2 separate regions of the Triticum aestivum genome follow, and region 2 is linked to region 1. A link is a contact called in public Hi-C data. All regions are on one chromosome and are shown on one strand. Each heading gives the region's core, a stretch centred on a gene start, on an enhancer-like site or on the middle of the called end of the contact. The rest is flanking DNA. Distances are from core to core; before and after follow the strand shown. Region 1 holds the start of LOC123138323 (transport inhibitor response 1-like protein). Region 2 holds the start of LOC123138325 (pentatricopeptide repeat-containing protein At1g73400, mitochondrial).

Evidence for each region. A called contact is a pair of places that touch in the nucleus more often than the background predicts.
Region 2: a contact with region 1 is called in a Hi-C map of leaf, with 4 times the contacts expected there. The contact joins the promoter of LOC123138325 here to the promoter of LOC123138323 in region 1. A contact is called at or near these places in 2 of 5 Hi-C or Micro-C datasets (both in leaf).

The regions. Positions count from the first base shown.
Region 1 is chr6B:617,780,081-617,787,554 of IWGSC CS RefSeq v2.1, reverse strand. LOC123138323 (transport inhibitor response 1-like protein) reads left to right here and starts at 4,452. Exons shown (of 3, transcript XM_044558280.1): 1 at 4,452-5,435; 2 at 5,877-6,387; 3 at 6,484-7,474. The coding sequence starts at 4,762. The coding sequence ends at 7,236.
Region 2 is chr6B:618,242,667-618,250,140 of IWGSC CS RefSeq v2.1, reverse strand. It overlaps LOC123138325 (pentatricopeptide repeat-containing protein At1g73400, mitochondrial), which reads left to right and starts at 4,287. Exons shown (of 3, transcript XR_006468980.1): 1 at 4,287-6,142.

The DNA.
Region 1 (7,474 bases), core at 3,203-5,702:
CCAAGGCAGGGCAAAGGAAAGGGCGGAGCTCCTCCGGCTGGAAGCTGACGAGGCGGAAGGACAACGAGGAGCCGGGGATCTGGGCCTAGCCCATGCGAGTGACCCTGGCGGTCAAAGCGCAGGAGCGGGACGAGGCACGTCCCTCTTCTCCCGGGACGAAGCAGAGGAGAAGGTTGGGCATGGCGCCGGCAGGACTTGGCACAGTGGATGGCAAGACGAGGCGGAGGTACGGCGGCGTGCCGGTAGCAGGAGGCGAAGGCGGAGATGGTCCGGTGCTGGGGCTCCAGCGAACTCTGACCAAAACGGAGGGGACGAGCGGCGCGGGGCTCCTGCTGGGCACGGAGGACAAGGAGGAGGCGGGATGGCGCGGCAGTGGCCTGGTTCTGCGGTGGCTGGCGGCGGATGCAGGCAACGAGGAGGAGGCAGAGGGGACGGGACGAGGGCGCGGCTGCTGATGGAAGGGGGCGCGACGGCGGCGAGTAGGTGGTCGGGCGTGGGGGTCTCACGGTGGAGGCGGCGAGGGGATCGGGCGCAGGGAGCTCGTCTCCCTGGCTCAATGCGTGTGTGTGTGTGTGGCGGCGGGCAGAGGGAACGAGGAGGAGGGATCGAGAGATGGGGATCGGGCTCTCTGGCGGCTAGGGTTAGGAGGGTTAGGTGGGCCTAGATGGCCTGCTGGGTTGTTGGGCTCTCTTCTCCCTCTCTCTTATTCTTATTTCCTTTAGCAGAAAACAAATTAGAGAGAAGAAAAAGAAAGAGAGGGTTAAGGAAAGAATTTGCGCACGGGGGTAATTTTCCCGGACTCGCAAAAATGCGTTGGTTCCAAGGAAATAGAAATGGCCAAGATCGAACGATAATAATTCAAACTCATTTGAATTTAATTCAAATGGGTTTGAACTAGGACGAGGTTTTTTAGGAGTATCCAAAATGTTGAGAATTTTGGTAGAGCTCCGGAAAATGATGAAAGAAATTATGGGCAAGGTTGGAGACCAAGAATTAAGATAACAAAGGCATTGAGATAATTTGCAAGTGGGTTATGGTTAATTCCAAATAAATGGAATAATTTTATTATAGCTCCCTAAAAATAGTAGGAGACTTTGAATATGTTTTAAAGAGAAATCACCATGTGAATATCCCTCGATTTAAATAGATCAACGATCTATGCAATTTATTTAGTTTTAGTTGGTTTGAGAAATTAATGGCGTGATGACATGATGCAATGCAAGAGATGACATGATGCAATGCAACAAACAAAAATAAATCACACGGCAAAACTCGGAATAGCTGGGAGTCTTCTGGAGCGTCGGTCTCGGGGCGTTATAGGCTAGAACCAAACACCTACCTAACTTGGTCAAACTTGCCTAAGGTTAGGTGTGGCAAAGTGTGGCAAGGTGTGGCTAGGAACCAAACAACCCCTTAATGTCGCGGACTTGACTCTCTACCATCCAGAAGAAGCGCTCTACGAAGATAGCTCGAGGTCGATTTCCAAACAACCAGGGAGAATAATGAGGTACAATAGATGAGGAAAATAAAAATATAATCATATGTCAAATCTGTTTAGCTACTTCTAGAGACTTCTATTGTAGTCTAGTACTCCCTCCATAAAGAAATATAAGAGCATTTAGATCACTAAAAAGTGATCTAAACTCTCTTATATTTCTTTACAGAGGGAGTATTTCTTTTCTTTTCTCAACCCTAGCTATAGTTTTCTATAGTATTCTAGCTATGAGTAGAAAGGTGAATCTTAAGCAATGTTTTCTGGAGCATTCTAACCATAAGTAGAAGTATGTGAAGGCTTTCTAAAGCCCTATAAATAGAGGTACTCACCTCTAGTTTGTACCTAGACTACGTACCCCCACTACTTATAATAGAACTTGGTATTTTTATCTAAGATCTTGGACTAGATGTAGAGTTCTATGAGTTTTGCATTGAACTCCCGCTGCCATATCAGCACTATCTTGGCCTCTGGAGTGATCTAGCGCAACACGTTGAAATTTTTCCTTCAACACTTGTGCTCTGCACATTGTAGCCGCAAGATGGAGTTGCTCCTCCACAACGTTATGCTACTTCAGGGTCGGTCTGGTCTGTTGGATCTGGTGCGCCGAATGCTTCCGGGGCTCCGGGCCTTCTGATATCTGCCCCAGATGGGCTGAGTTTGTGGGGCGTCGAACAACCCAAACGTATGGGGCTGGTTTGAGAGGTGCGGTCGGGTTGCATTTTTATGACCAGTTACTAGGTCGTCCGTCCGGCGTAGAGAGGGGAAAGTGGGTTTGAGAGGTCCGGCTGCAGATGCTTTTATAGAATATTTTTCTACTCGAAACTAACTGGTTAAACCTGTTCCAACAAGGTACCACATCGGGAAAGTTACTGGAAAAGACTAAACTTGTGGAACTACACCAATATTTCCAAAACAAAAACCCTGACGCATCATATAATCGGCCGCACTCGGAGCATGCCATGTTTCTTCCTAAATACTTGTAAGTGCAGCTGCACTATTTGGTTGCAGCGAGCCCTCGCATCTAAGCCGTCCGATCCCAGTTTTCTTAATGCGATTGCATTGCTACTAGTCCCATGCATTTCAAAAGATGATACCTGACTAAATAGAAAAAGTACCCGTCGGTTGGTCCCCTCACGTCTTCACGTTCCCCTCTACCCCGCTATTCAATAAGATCCCACGTGCATGCATTGATTTGGAGCTTCAAAATTTTCTAAAATCCTTAACTTTTGACTCAAGCATCGAATTTCAATTCTGTTTTCACCATTGTGTTTCTCGCGATGAGTTCTTAAAAACTAGATCCCATATTGGTATGTTTCGATAAAAAAAATTAAAGCAACTTTGAATGCTGCACAAGCAACTTTAGTGCTATAAAAAGCAACTTCTTATTAGTATCCATAGTATGATCGCATATCAACGAAAATCCCTTTGAAGTTGACTACCATGACTACCAAGCTAAATACCTTCACCCTTTAATCTTCCTACCATAACTAGCAAGTAGTCTATCATAACTAGCTTCATCGCTAAGTTCATTATATTGTAGGCAACTTAGTTTTCAAGGTATGCTAATAGTACCCTAAGGTGGCTACCATGACTAGCTAGTAGCTTAACATCATCCTTAGTTGCATACAACTTAGTTTCATATATAGGCGACTTTGGACCTAAGTTGTTAACACTACTGAGCGTGCACTTGTGGGCTAGCCAGGTCGCGAGTGTTAGATGAGAAGTTGCATAGGGGGTAATGACAAGGGGACGGATTAGACAATTGCCCATAAACCTATGCAAGTCCTTAAATTTTGGTCAAGTAATCTGTGAAAATCATTAACGTCTTCAGATATAATGATGCAAAACACACATGAGTTGGCTAGTTAGGTCAAAACTAAACCCCATATGGATATGTTTCTTTTATTTTTTTTCTTTCGAAAGCAACTGTGGCACTGGATGAGGCAACTTTAATACTAAACAGAAGTAACTTCACTCCTAAAAATAACTAATTAGCAACAATAAGCAACTAACTAATAATATAGAACAACTTAAACAGAGGTGGATAATATCACATCACCTTCGTAAGCAACTTTCCTTGGATAAGAGGCAACCTTAGTGCTAAAAGCAAGCAACTTCACTACATTTTGTGTCCTAGTTAATTTTATGTAATATTCTCCTAACTTCCTCACCGATACTTCTAAGTTGCTTATTGTTATTGCTCGCCATTGCTTTTAAATGACCTATAATACCATGATGTCGTCTACCGATTATGCTCTTGCGTTAGCTATTGCTAGTTATGGTAGACAACACGATGGTGAATCCTGGCCACTTCAGAGTGTCTGTAGGCAACTTAGAAAAACAATGATAAAGAACTTCATAATATTGTAGGCAACTATTTTTGCAAAGTTAGGCAACTGAGAAGCAATTGTAGGCAACTAATTACCAATAGTAAGCAACTAGGCAACCGTAGGCAACTAAGCATCAACAATAGGCAATTTGAGCAACCATGATAGACAAGTTGGGATAATGTTACCAAATTGATACACATAGTGCAGTGAAGTTGCTTTGTATGTAGCACTAAAGATGCTTTATGTTTTGTGTGATTTTTTTCGTTCTAGGCAAAAAAGAAGAAGTTGCTTCCCTATAGCATTATAGTTGCCTCCATTGCAACCAAAGTTGTCCTAAAAAAAGTTTGATGAAATGTATTCATACGAGATCTACTTTTGAAGAACTCGTCGTCAGAAATCTAAGGTGAAAGCGAAACTGAATTTTGATGCTTGAATCGAAAGTTATGCCTTTTACAACTTTCTAAACCTCAAATAAATGCATTTAGGGATAGGATTTAGACTGATTCAATCGGCATCCATATGCGCTATGGGGTGTGGCCAAGCAATTTTTTTTTCTAGCGTAGACAGCAGAACAGAAGGACATGCACTTACTATATACGGCGATGCGCTCCAAACAACAAAGGAGCGCAGCGGCGCTCCTTAACCACCTACCATGTTTCTTCCCTTCCATTATCATCAATCTCTCTGTGCCGCAACGTAAATTCGTACGTACATACCCGTCCTCTTCCGTGCTTTCCCGGTCGTCTCCGGGCACTGTCGTCCGGACGCATCGCTCACCATCCATCCATCTCCAAAAATCCAAACTTTCACCGGCGAGAGGAGAGAGAGCGAGAGCGAGAGGAATAAAAAGGACGGGCATTGCTTCGCTCAGTCCACCTCGCTCGCTCCTCAGATCTAATCATTATTTAATCCTTTTCACCTCCAGCGCCTCGTCACATGAGCGCTCCCCCCTCCTCCCCCTCCCCCGCTCCGATCCCCCAGCCCGCCGTAACCCTAGCCCCCGCCGGCATGCGCGATGCGGCGGAGGACACGGATTCGCCGCCATCGCAGATGTCGGAGGACGACGGCGACGACTCTTCCGGCAGCGGCGGGCCGGGAGGGGGCGACAGGTGGGCGCCGGATCTGAGGGGCTGCAGCAACGGCGGGAGGTGGGCGCCGCCGGACCAGGTGCTGGAGAACGTGCTGGAGAGCGTGCTCGAGTTCCTCACGGCGGCGCGCGACCGCAACGCGGCCTCGCTCGTCTGCCGCTCCTGGTACCGCGCCGAGGCGCAGACCCGCCGCGAGCTCTTCATCGGCAACTGCTACGCCGTCTCGCCGCGCCGCGCCGTCGAGCGCTTCGGGGGCGTGCGGGCCGTCGTGCTCAAGGGGAAGCCCCGCTTCGCCGACTTCAGCCTCGTGCCGCACGGCTGGGGCGCCAACGTCTCCCCCTGGGTCGCCGCGCTCGGCCCCGCCTATCCGCGCCTCGAGCGCATCTGCCTCAAGCGGATGACCGTCTCCGACGACGAGCTCGCGCTCATCCCAAGGTCCTTCCCGCTCTTCAAGGAGCTCTCGCTCGTCTGCTGCGACGGCTTCACCACGCGCGGCCTCGCCGTCATCGCCGAGGGCTGCCGGTACGGTTCCCTTTCTCGTCTTTGCGTATCAACGTATCAGCTTTACGGGCTGGGACAGTATCATACTGTCATTGGCGCATTTGTTCACTTCTCAGCTGCATCATGCCATTCCCACTTTATTTAATGTGCACGCCTACTCCTTTATGCTTTTTTCGGTTTTATTGGTCCGGCTTTGCCATGGATCAGAATCTTATCTAGGCAATAGCTTTTATTGCCTTGCTGGGTTCTCATCCCTACACGTTCTGTCAAAGCTAGATCTTTATTGTTCTTGAGCTCTACTCAGTTCGTGACACTTGGTAGTGTCACACTCGAATCTTTGCCGTTACTCGCACTCAGCTTTTGATAGTTTTTCTGTTATGGTTATGGCAAATAGTTCTAGCAAACTGTGATATACTAGTACTCAAGTGTGTATCTTATGGATCGTTGCATCTATTTTTTTAGGCATCTTCGAGTACTGGATCTGACTGAAGATTATTTCCATGAGGAGGAGAGTGAAGTAGTGGATTGGATCTCCAAGTTTCCAGAGTGCAACACGTCGCTGGAGTCGCTTGTATTTGATTGTGTTAGTGTCCCATTCAACTTTGAGGCCCTGGAGGCACTTGTTGCACGCTCACCAGCTCTGCGTCGTCTTCGCGTTAATGACCATGTGTCGATAGAGCAGTTGCGTCGTCTCATGGCAAGGGCACCCCATCTAACTCACCTTGGCACTGGATCATTCCGATCTGAGCCAGGCCCTGGGGGTGCTTTGTCTGTGTCTGAGCTCGCTACCTCTTTCGCAGCGTCCAGATCACTTGTTTGTTTGTCAGGTTTCTTGGATGCCAATGCAGCATACCTCCCAGCAATCTACCAAGTTTGTGCCAATCTCACTTCCCTCAATTTTAGCTTTGCGGGTCTAACTGCTGAAGAGTTCATACCAGTTATTCGCCACTGCGTCAATCTTCGCACTTTATGGGTAAGTATTTTGTGATTTTTTTTGCCGCCACATTGATAGATATATTGGTTTATGTACTTTGACATCAGGTGTTGGTGTTCCAATTTCTTATTGTAGGTTCTTGATACTGTGGGTGATGAAGGCCTTAGGGCTGTGGCTGAAACATGCTCAAATCTCCGTGAGCTACGTGTTTTTCCTTTGGATGCCACCGAGGATTCTGAGGGCTCAGTCTCAGATATTGGTCTCCAGGCAATCTCAGAAGGCTGCCGAATGCTTGAATCAATTCTCTACTTTTGCCAGCGCATGACAAATGCAGCAGTAATTGCTATGTCCGAGAACTGCCCTGACCTTTTGGTGTTCCGCCTCTGTATTATGGGCCGCCACCGCCCTGATCGGATTACCGGGGCGCCCATGGATGAGGGTTTTGGGGCGATTGTGATGAACTGCAAGAAGCTCACCAGACTTTCAGTCTCTGGCCTGCTCACTGATAAGGCGTTTGCATACATTGGAAGACACGGAAAACTCATAAAGACTCTGTCTGTTGCCTTTGCCGGGAATAGTGACATGTCTCTTCAACACGTGTTTGAGGGGTGCACTAGGTTGCAGAAGCTTGAGGTCAGGGATAGCCCTTTTGGCGACAAAGGATTGCTCTCTGGCCTGAACTATTTTTACAACATGAGGTTCTTTTGGATGAACTCATGCAGGCTAACTGTGAAGGGTTGTGGGGATGTAGCTCAGCAAATGCCTAATCTGGTGGTTGAAGTAATGAAGGAAAATGAAGGGGAAATGGATACCGTTGATAAGCTGTACCTGTATCGATCGTTGGCAGGACCAAGGGAAGATGCTCCATCATTTGTCAACATCTTGTAGTACTGCCATTGAAGAAGTTTGTTGTATGGTCATGTTTGTTCTACTATTCCTGATCACTGCTGTTGTATTCCTGTTCAAGTATGCCAGAGCCAGAGAGGAAGTTCCCTGCGGATGATTTTGCGGGAAATATGAATGCATCATTTAATTAAGCAGATCATCAATTATTCTTTTCTGGGCTGATTGAGTCGAGACTTGAACCTGTACGAGGTTTCTTTGATGTATGTATCTTGGTGAGGCA
Region 2 (7,474 bases), core at 3,038-5,537, 460 kb before region 1:
CGCGGGTATCAACAACTTATATTTTCTAAACTCAGAGAAGCAGGGATGTCTCTAGAAATTTGGGGCCTCGGTGCGAAATGCAAATTATGGCCCTAAAGTTTCTATAATACACAATTTTTTAATAAAATAAATTCTAATTAATTCAAACATTGCATAAATTTTAGGCTTGTCAAGATAATATAACAAAAAAAAGACTAAAACTAGATTTTAAAGGAGCAACTGTCTTGGATATCTTGGTGTGTATCAACTTGATCAACTAACCTACTATATATAAACAACAACAACAAAGCCTTTAGTCCCAAACAAGTTGGAGTAGGCTAGAGGTGAAACCCATAAGATCTCGCAACCAACTCATGGCTCTGGCACATGGATAGCAAGCTTCCACGCACCCCTGTCCATAGCTAGCTCTTTGTCGATACTCCAATCCTTCAGGTCTCTCTTAACGGACTCCTCCCATGTCAAAATCGGTCGACCCCGCCCTCTCTTGACATTCTCCGCACGCTTTAGCCGTCCGCTATGCACTGGAGCTTCTGGAGGCCTGCGCTGAATATGCCCAAACCATCTCAAACGATGTTGGACAAGCTTCTCCTCAATTGGTGCTACCCCAACTCTATCTCGTATATCATCATTCCGGACTCGATCCTTCCTCGTGTGGCCACACATCCATCTCAGCATACGCATCTCCGCCACACCTAACTGTTGAACATGTCCCCTTTTAGTCGGCCAACACTCCTCGCCATACAACATTGCGGGTCGAACCGCCGTCCTGTAGAACTTGCCTTTTAGCTTTTGTGGCACTCTCTTGTCACAGAGAATGCCAGAAGCTTGGTGCCACTTCATCCATCCGGCTTTGATTCGATGGTTCACATCTTCATCAATACCCCCATCCTCCTGCAATATTGACCCCAAATACCGAAAGGTGTCCTTCCGAGGTACCACCTGACCATCAAGGCTAACCTCCTCCTCCTCACAACTAGTAGTACTAAAACCGCACATCATGTACTCGTTTTTAGTTCTACTAAGCCTAAACCCTTTCGATTCCAAGGTTTGTCTCCATAACTCTAACTTCCTATTTACCCCCATCTGACTATCGTCAACTAGCACCACATCATCCGCAAAGAGCATACGCCATGGGATATCTCCTTGTATACCCCTTGTGACCTCATCCATCACCAATGCAAAAAGATAAGTGCTCAAAGCTGACCCCTGATGCAGTCCTATCTTAATCGGGAAGTCATCGGTGTCGACATCACTTGTTCGAACACTTGTCACAACATTATTATACATGTCCTTGATGAGGGTAATGTACTTTGCTGGGACTTTGTGTTTCTCCAAGGCCCACCACATGACATTCCGCGGTATCTTATCATAGGCCTTCTCCAAGTCAATGAACACCATATGCAAGTCCTTCTTATGCTCCCTATATCTCTCCATAAGTTGTCGTACCAAGAAAATGGCTTCCATGGTCGACCTCCCAGGCATGAAACCAAACTGATTTTTGGTCACGCTTGTCATTCTTCTTAAGCGGTGCTCAATGACTCTCTCCCATAGCTTCATTGTATGGCTCATCAGCTTAATTCCACGGTAATTAGTACAACTCTGAACATCCCCCTTGTTCTTGAAGATTGGTACTAATATACTCCGTATCCATTCTTCTGGCATCTTGTTTGCCCGAAAAATGAGGTTGAAAAGCTTGGTTAGCCATACTATCGCTATGTCCCCGAGACCTTTCCACACCTCAATGGGGATACAATCAGGGCCCATCGCCTTGCCTCCTTTCATCCTTTTTAAAGCCTCCTTCACCTCAGACTCCTGGATGCGCCGCACAAAACGCATGCTGGTCTCATCAAAGGAGTCATTCAGTTCAATGGTAGAACTCTCATTCTCCCCATTGAACAGCTTGTCGAAGTACTCCCGCCATCTATGCTTAATCTCTTCGTCCTTCACCAAGAGTTGGCCTGCTCCGTCCTTGATGCATTTGACTTGGCCAATATCCCTCGTCTTCCTCTCCCGGATCTTAGCCATCTTATAGATGTCCCTTTCACCTTCCTTCGTGCCTAACCATTGGTAGAGGTCCTCATATGCCCGACCCCTTGCTTCACCAACAGCTTGCTTTGCGGCCTTCTTCGCCATCTTGTACTTCTCTATGTTGTCTGCACTCCTATCCAGGTATAGGCGTCTGAAGCAATCTTTCTTCTCTTTAAGCGCCTTCTGGACATCATCATTCCACCACCAGGTATCCTTATCTTCGCTTCTCCTTCCCCTGGACACTCCAAACTCCTCCGAGGCCACCTTACGAATGCAAGTCGCCATCTTCATCCACACATTGTCCGCATCCCCTCCTTCCTCCCAAGGGCCCTCCTTAAATACCCTCTCCTTGAACACCTGAGCTACCTCCCCCTTGAGCTTCCACCACTTCGTTCTAGCGACCTTGGCACGCTTATCCCGCTGGACACGAATCCGAAAGCGGAAGTCAGCAACCACCAGCTTATGCTGGGGTACAACACTCTCCCCAGGTATCACCTTACAGTCTAGGCACGCACGCCTATCTTCTCTTCTCGAGAGGATGAAATCAATCTGGCTAGAGTGTTGGCCACTACTAAAAGTCACCAGATGTGAATCTCTCTTTCTAAAGAGGGTGTTAGCTACAATCATGTTGTAGGCTAGAGCAAAGCTTAAGACATCTTCTCACTAACCTACTATATATCTTCACTAAAAATTTGATTGATGAACTGATGCATATGCACAGAATAGACTCACTGATATAATTATTCAACACTACAAAGTAGTATATTAAATAGGGATTTAATTCAAGTGCACCTGATGGACAGATCGGCCATCTACTGCTTCTACTTGTGCATTGGGATTTGCTGCAACTTTCTGAGCATCCGGCAGCTAGCGGAATCATGGAATCAGTTCTTCATACAAGAAGGGCTATGCATTGTGTCTCCAGGCATGAAATGAAGCATTCAAAAGAGAGACAACATCCCTGACCTACGTATGCCGCACTCCCGTCAGTTCGTCTCCGCCACACTTTCGCCAATCAATAATCCTATACCCACGTAAAGCTACAAAATATTTCTACGTAACCTTCCTAAATCCTTCTCAGCCCCCCTGATTTCAGGGGGGTGGAGCCTCATCCTCCCTCTTCCCCAATGATGATTATCCACGTTGCTAATCACGTAAAGTACGTAACTTCTGCTACGTAGGTGTAGCATTACCGTTCGCCAATTCGTCTCAGGAAAGATCGATGGATTGGCAGACTGTAGATCGGGACTTGGGAAAGGCTCGTTTCGGGAGATTTAGGAGCAGGCCCGATTTGGGGAGCAAGCGACTAGCTGTGAAAAAAGGACCCAAAACAAAAATAGACATTGGACCCAAAACTGGAGGGCCTGGAATTTGGGGGCCCTGTGCGGTTGCACAACCCGCATAGGCCCATGGAAGGCCCTGCGGAGAAGGATGGGGACAAGAATGGAAATGTGATGTGTTGACGACAACCACATGAAGCAACTCGTGTGGCCGTGATTGTGAACACGTTGTAAAACTTGGTTGACCCCACACATGAATCATAAATTAGGAGAACTAAATGGGGCGTGTAGGACATCATGTCAGTTGTTTTTCTTTATTGTTTTGCTAATATAGTTCACGTAAGCACATCAATATTTTTTTTGCGGAGAATCATAGGGTTTATTATTCCAAAATGACAGAGTTATAATCCTCAGCGACTAAGTCACTGACACAAGGAGGTGGTTGCCCCAGCCAACAAGCTATACTTGTTTGCGTTGGTTCTGTCACTTTTCTTCTAGACTAGATAAATAATCATAAAAAATGTAGCGTGTCCATACTTGTTTTGAGGAACTATATAATTGCATGTGTGTTGCAACAAGGCATAAATATCTAGTAGGTTAGCCCGTAATTTACCTGCTCATATTAATATGATTTTATAAAAGTATATTCTAACATTTATTTAAGTAATTAAGCACTTATTGAATTACATTTTATTTGATAAGGTAATAAAAAGTGGATCAATTGAGGTGGTTCTTAGGGAAAATTGACAAAAAAATGGAGAAAAAAATAAAAAACGCGAGAGGGAGGGGAAACGTATGAAAGAGAATCGGACGACAATACCTTACATAAGTTTTAATGTTTATTTTTATTAATTTTAATAAAAGATTTAAGGAAAAATGAGTGTATTTTTTATGTGAAGATGGAAAACTGTGTGTAATGAGTCCATTTCCATTACCTTCGGCCCGCTTAGCCTAGATAGTCTGTCTGGGCCACAGTGTTAGGCCCTGCAATCCCCTTCCCTCTTCTCAGAACCCACCGTAGAAACAAGCACCCTCCGCGCCGCCGGCCGCCGGCCGCCGTGTCCGTTTCAGTCTCCGAATCCCTCATCCCCCGTTGCCTCGCGTTCCCAAGCCACATGATATCCCCCAACCTCCCCCTCCGGCTCCGCCACCTCCGCTGCCTTCTCGCCGCGGCGCCCTTGTCCTCCCCCGCCGCCGCATACTACTCGCGCGCATCCTCCCCACCTTCAAACCGCGCTCAGGCCCTGCCCCCGCCCCCGCCACCGCGGCGCCATCTCCCGGACCTCCCGGCGCGACGGTTCTCCTCCGGGCACGTCCTCCTCCCCACCAACCTCCAGGAGGAGCACGTCGCGTCTCTGTCCGACAGGATCTACCACGCGGTGACAGAGACAGAGGAGGGCTCCAACGAGGGCACGGAGGCCGCCCTCGACGCGCTGGGCGCCGAGCTGACCACCCCGCTCGTGGCCGACGTGATGCACCGCCTGCGCTACGAGGAGAAGCTGGCCTTCCGCTTCTTCGCCTGGGCGTCCCAGCAGGACAACTACGAGCACGAGCACCGCACGTACAACGACATGATCGACATCCTCTCCGGGACGCGGTACAAGTCCCGCCAGTTCGGCGTCCTCTGCGACGTGCTCGACCACATGAAGCGCCACGGCACGAGGTCGGTGCCGGTCGAGGACCTGCTGGGCATCCTGCGCGCCTACACCGAGAAGCACCTCACCAACCTTAGGAAGCTGGCGAAGAAGCGGCGGGTGCGGATGCGCACGCCGCCGGAGACCGACGCGCTCAACATCCTCCTGGACGCGTTTTGCAAGTGCGGGATGGTCAGGGAGGCGGAGACGGTGTTTGGTCGCGTGAAGAAGAAGCTGCAAGGAAATGCCGAGACCTACAGCATCCTCTTCTTTGGGTGGTGCCGCGCCAGGGACCCCAAGAAGGCCATGAAGGTGCTCGAGGAAATGGTTGAGATGAAGCACACCCCAGAGAACTTCACGTACATTGCTGCTATTGACTCGTTCTGCAGCGCTGGTTTGATCTCGGAGGCAAGAGAGTTGTTTGAGTTCATGAGGACCGAGGGATCGAAGATATCCTCTCCCACTGCTAAGGTATATGCTATTATGATTGTTGCGCTAGCCAAAGCTGATCGGATGGATGAGTGCTTTGAGCTGATTTCAGATATGATTAAACGAGGCTGCATGCCTGATGTATCAACCTTTAAAGATTTGATTGAAGGCATGTGCTTGGTGGATAGACTCGATGCTGCCTACTGCATTTTGGAGGAGATGGGGAAGGCTGGGTTTCCTCCTGACATTGTCACTTACAATTGCTTTCTTGAGGTACTTTGTCGTCTTCAGAAGGCTGATGATGCGCTCAAACTCGCCGAGAGGATGATAGAAGCACACTGTGAGCCCAGTGTTCATACTTACAATATGCTGATGGTGATGTTTTTTGAGATGAGAGAGCCACACAGGGCACTCAATATTTGGACTGAAATGGACAAGAGAGGATGTCGACGTGCTGTTGATACCTACGAAATAATGATTGATGGGCTGTTTGATTGTGGAAGAACGGAAGATGCAACCACTCTTCTAGATGAAGTAATAAACCATGATATGAAACTGTCGTACAAGAAGTTCGATTCTATCATGCTGCAATTGTCAGCTGTTGGCAACCTTGGCGCAATACATCGGCTTTCAGAGCATATGAGAAAATTTTACAATGTTGCAATGTCAAGACGTTTTTCGATCACACAGAAGAAGAAGAGCATTGGTATTAGAAGGAGATGAGTTCTGCAAGATTTATTGTTAGCACGAATAGTCAAGAGCGTACATGAGGTAACCACTTCCCTGGTTTTACTGGCAAGTGCCAACTATTAGTAGCCGTATTAGACGTGCTGCATTCTGTACAGTTTTGGTCATCAGTACTTATTTTGCCTACTTTTCCCTGAGCAAGGAGGGCCTAAGTTACATATGGATGCTAATCACATGGACATCGTTTTACCAAAGGGCAGCTAACAGCGACACAATGTACTCTAATGTGTAGTTGTATTGCAATATTTCAAACTTAAACTTTAGAATCAAAATGGTTGCTACAATACTGTGGTAGGCAATCACGTTTTTGGTGGCTAACACTTGCGTTTTGTATATTGTTTCAATGGAATTTCCCTCATATATCTTACTCCCTCCGGTCCGTATTACTTGTGTGTTAGATATATCCGTATCTAGACAAATCTAAGCAAGTAATATGGATCGGAGGGAGTAGCACTTGTCGGCTGCCCACCCCTTCTCTAAAAATCAGTTTGCTGCCTGAGATAAATTCAATTTAACCTATGCAACAGTACAGTAGATGGATCAATATAAACGATAAACCAGTGTGTTTCAATCGACTTTAGTTTTATCCTTATATCATACCTGCATTTGCTGGTATAGCTTGGTTTGCAGTCCTACCTTACCCCACTCCAAAAACCAGTTCACTGCCTGAAAGAAATGCAGAGAAACCTACGTGGCAATAAAGATATACTAAGACTTTCCGCTATTTTAATTTAAACAAGCTATGATGTAAATACTCTGGAACCTGGACCAATTTATTATTTTACCTACTGAAATATGAAAATCCCTTACTTGATTGCTTCTGTTTTAAACACTTTCTGTTGTAAAGCTCTGAGTTTTCCTTTTACTTGACCAAGATGAATTGGCTTAATGCAAACTTAGTGTAAAACCTATTGTTTGTGTTATGAAAGTAGCCAGCTAAACCAGTCTACTGCCTAAACCAATTTGCCCTTTGTTGGTTTTCCCGTTCCACACATATTTTTGGTCTCTTCAGGCAAATAAGTGATGTCCTTTTCTTCTATTACAGAAATCACAAGGATATACTGTATTGATTAACGATAATATGCTAACTCTCACCGAAAGTTAAAGAAATACCAATTATTGAAAACTTGCATACTTGAGGGCAGAGAAAATGCAGGACAAGATGGCTAGTTGTAGCAGGTTTGAGCAGATATAACTAACTGTAGCCAATCATCGCCATCCTGACTGTAAGCAGTAGGGAGATGAGAACTTGAATCGTAGCAGTGTTGATCTAGTTCAAAAAAGTAGTAAAGGCAGTAACTAGTTTCAGTAATGGTGTCTGGTTTTTTTTGTTCCAAAACGCAATTATTGGTGGTA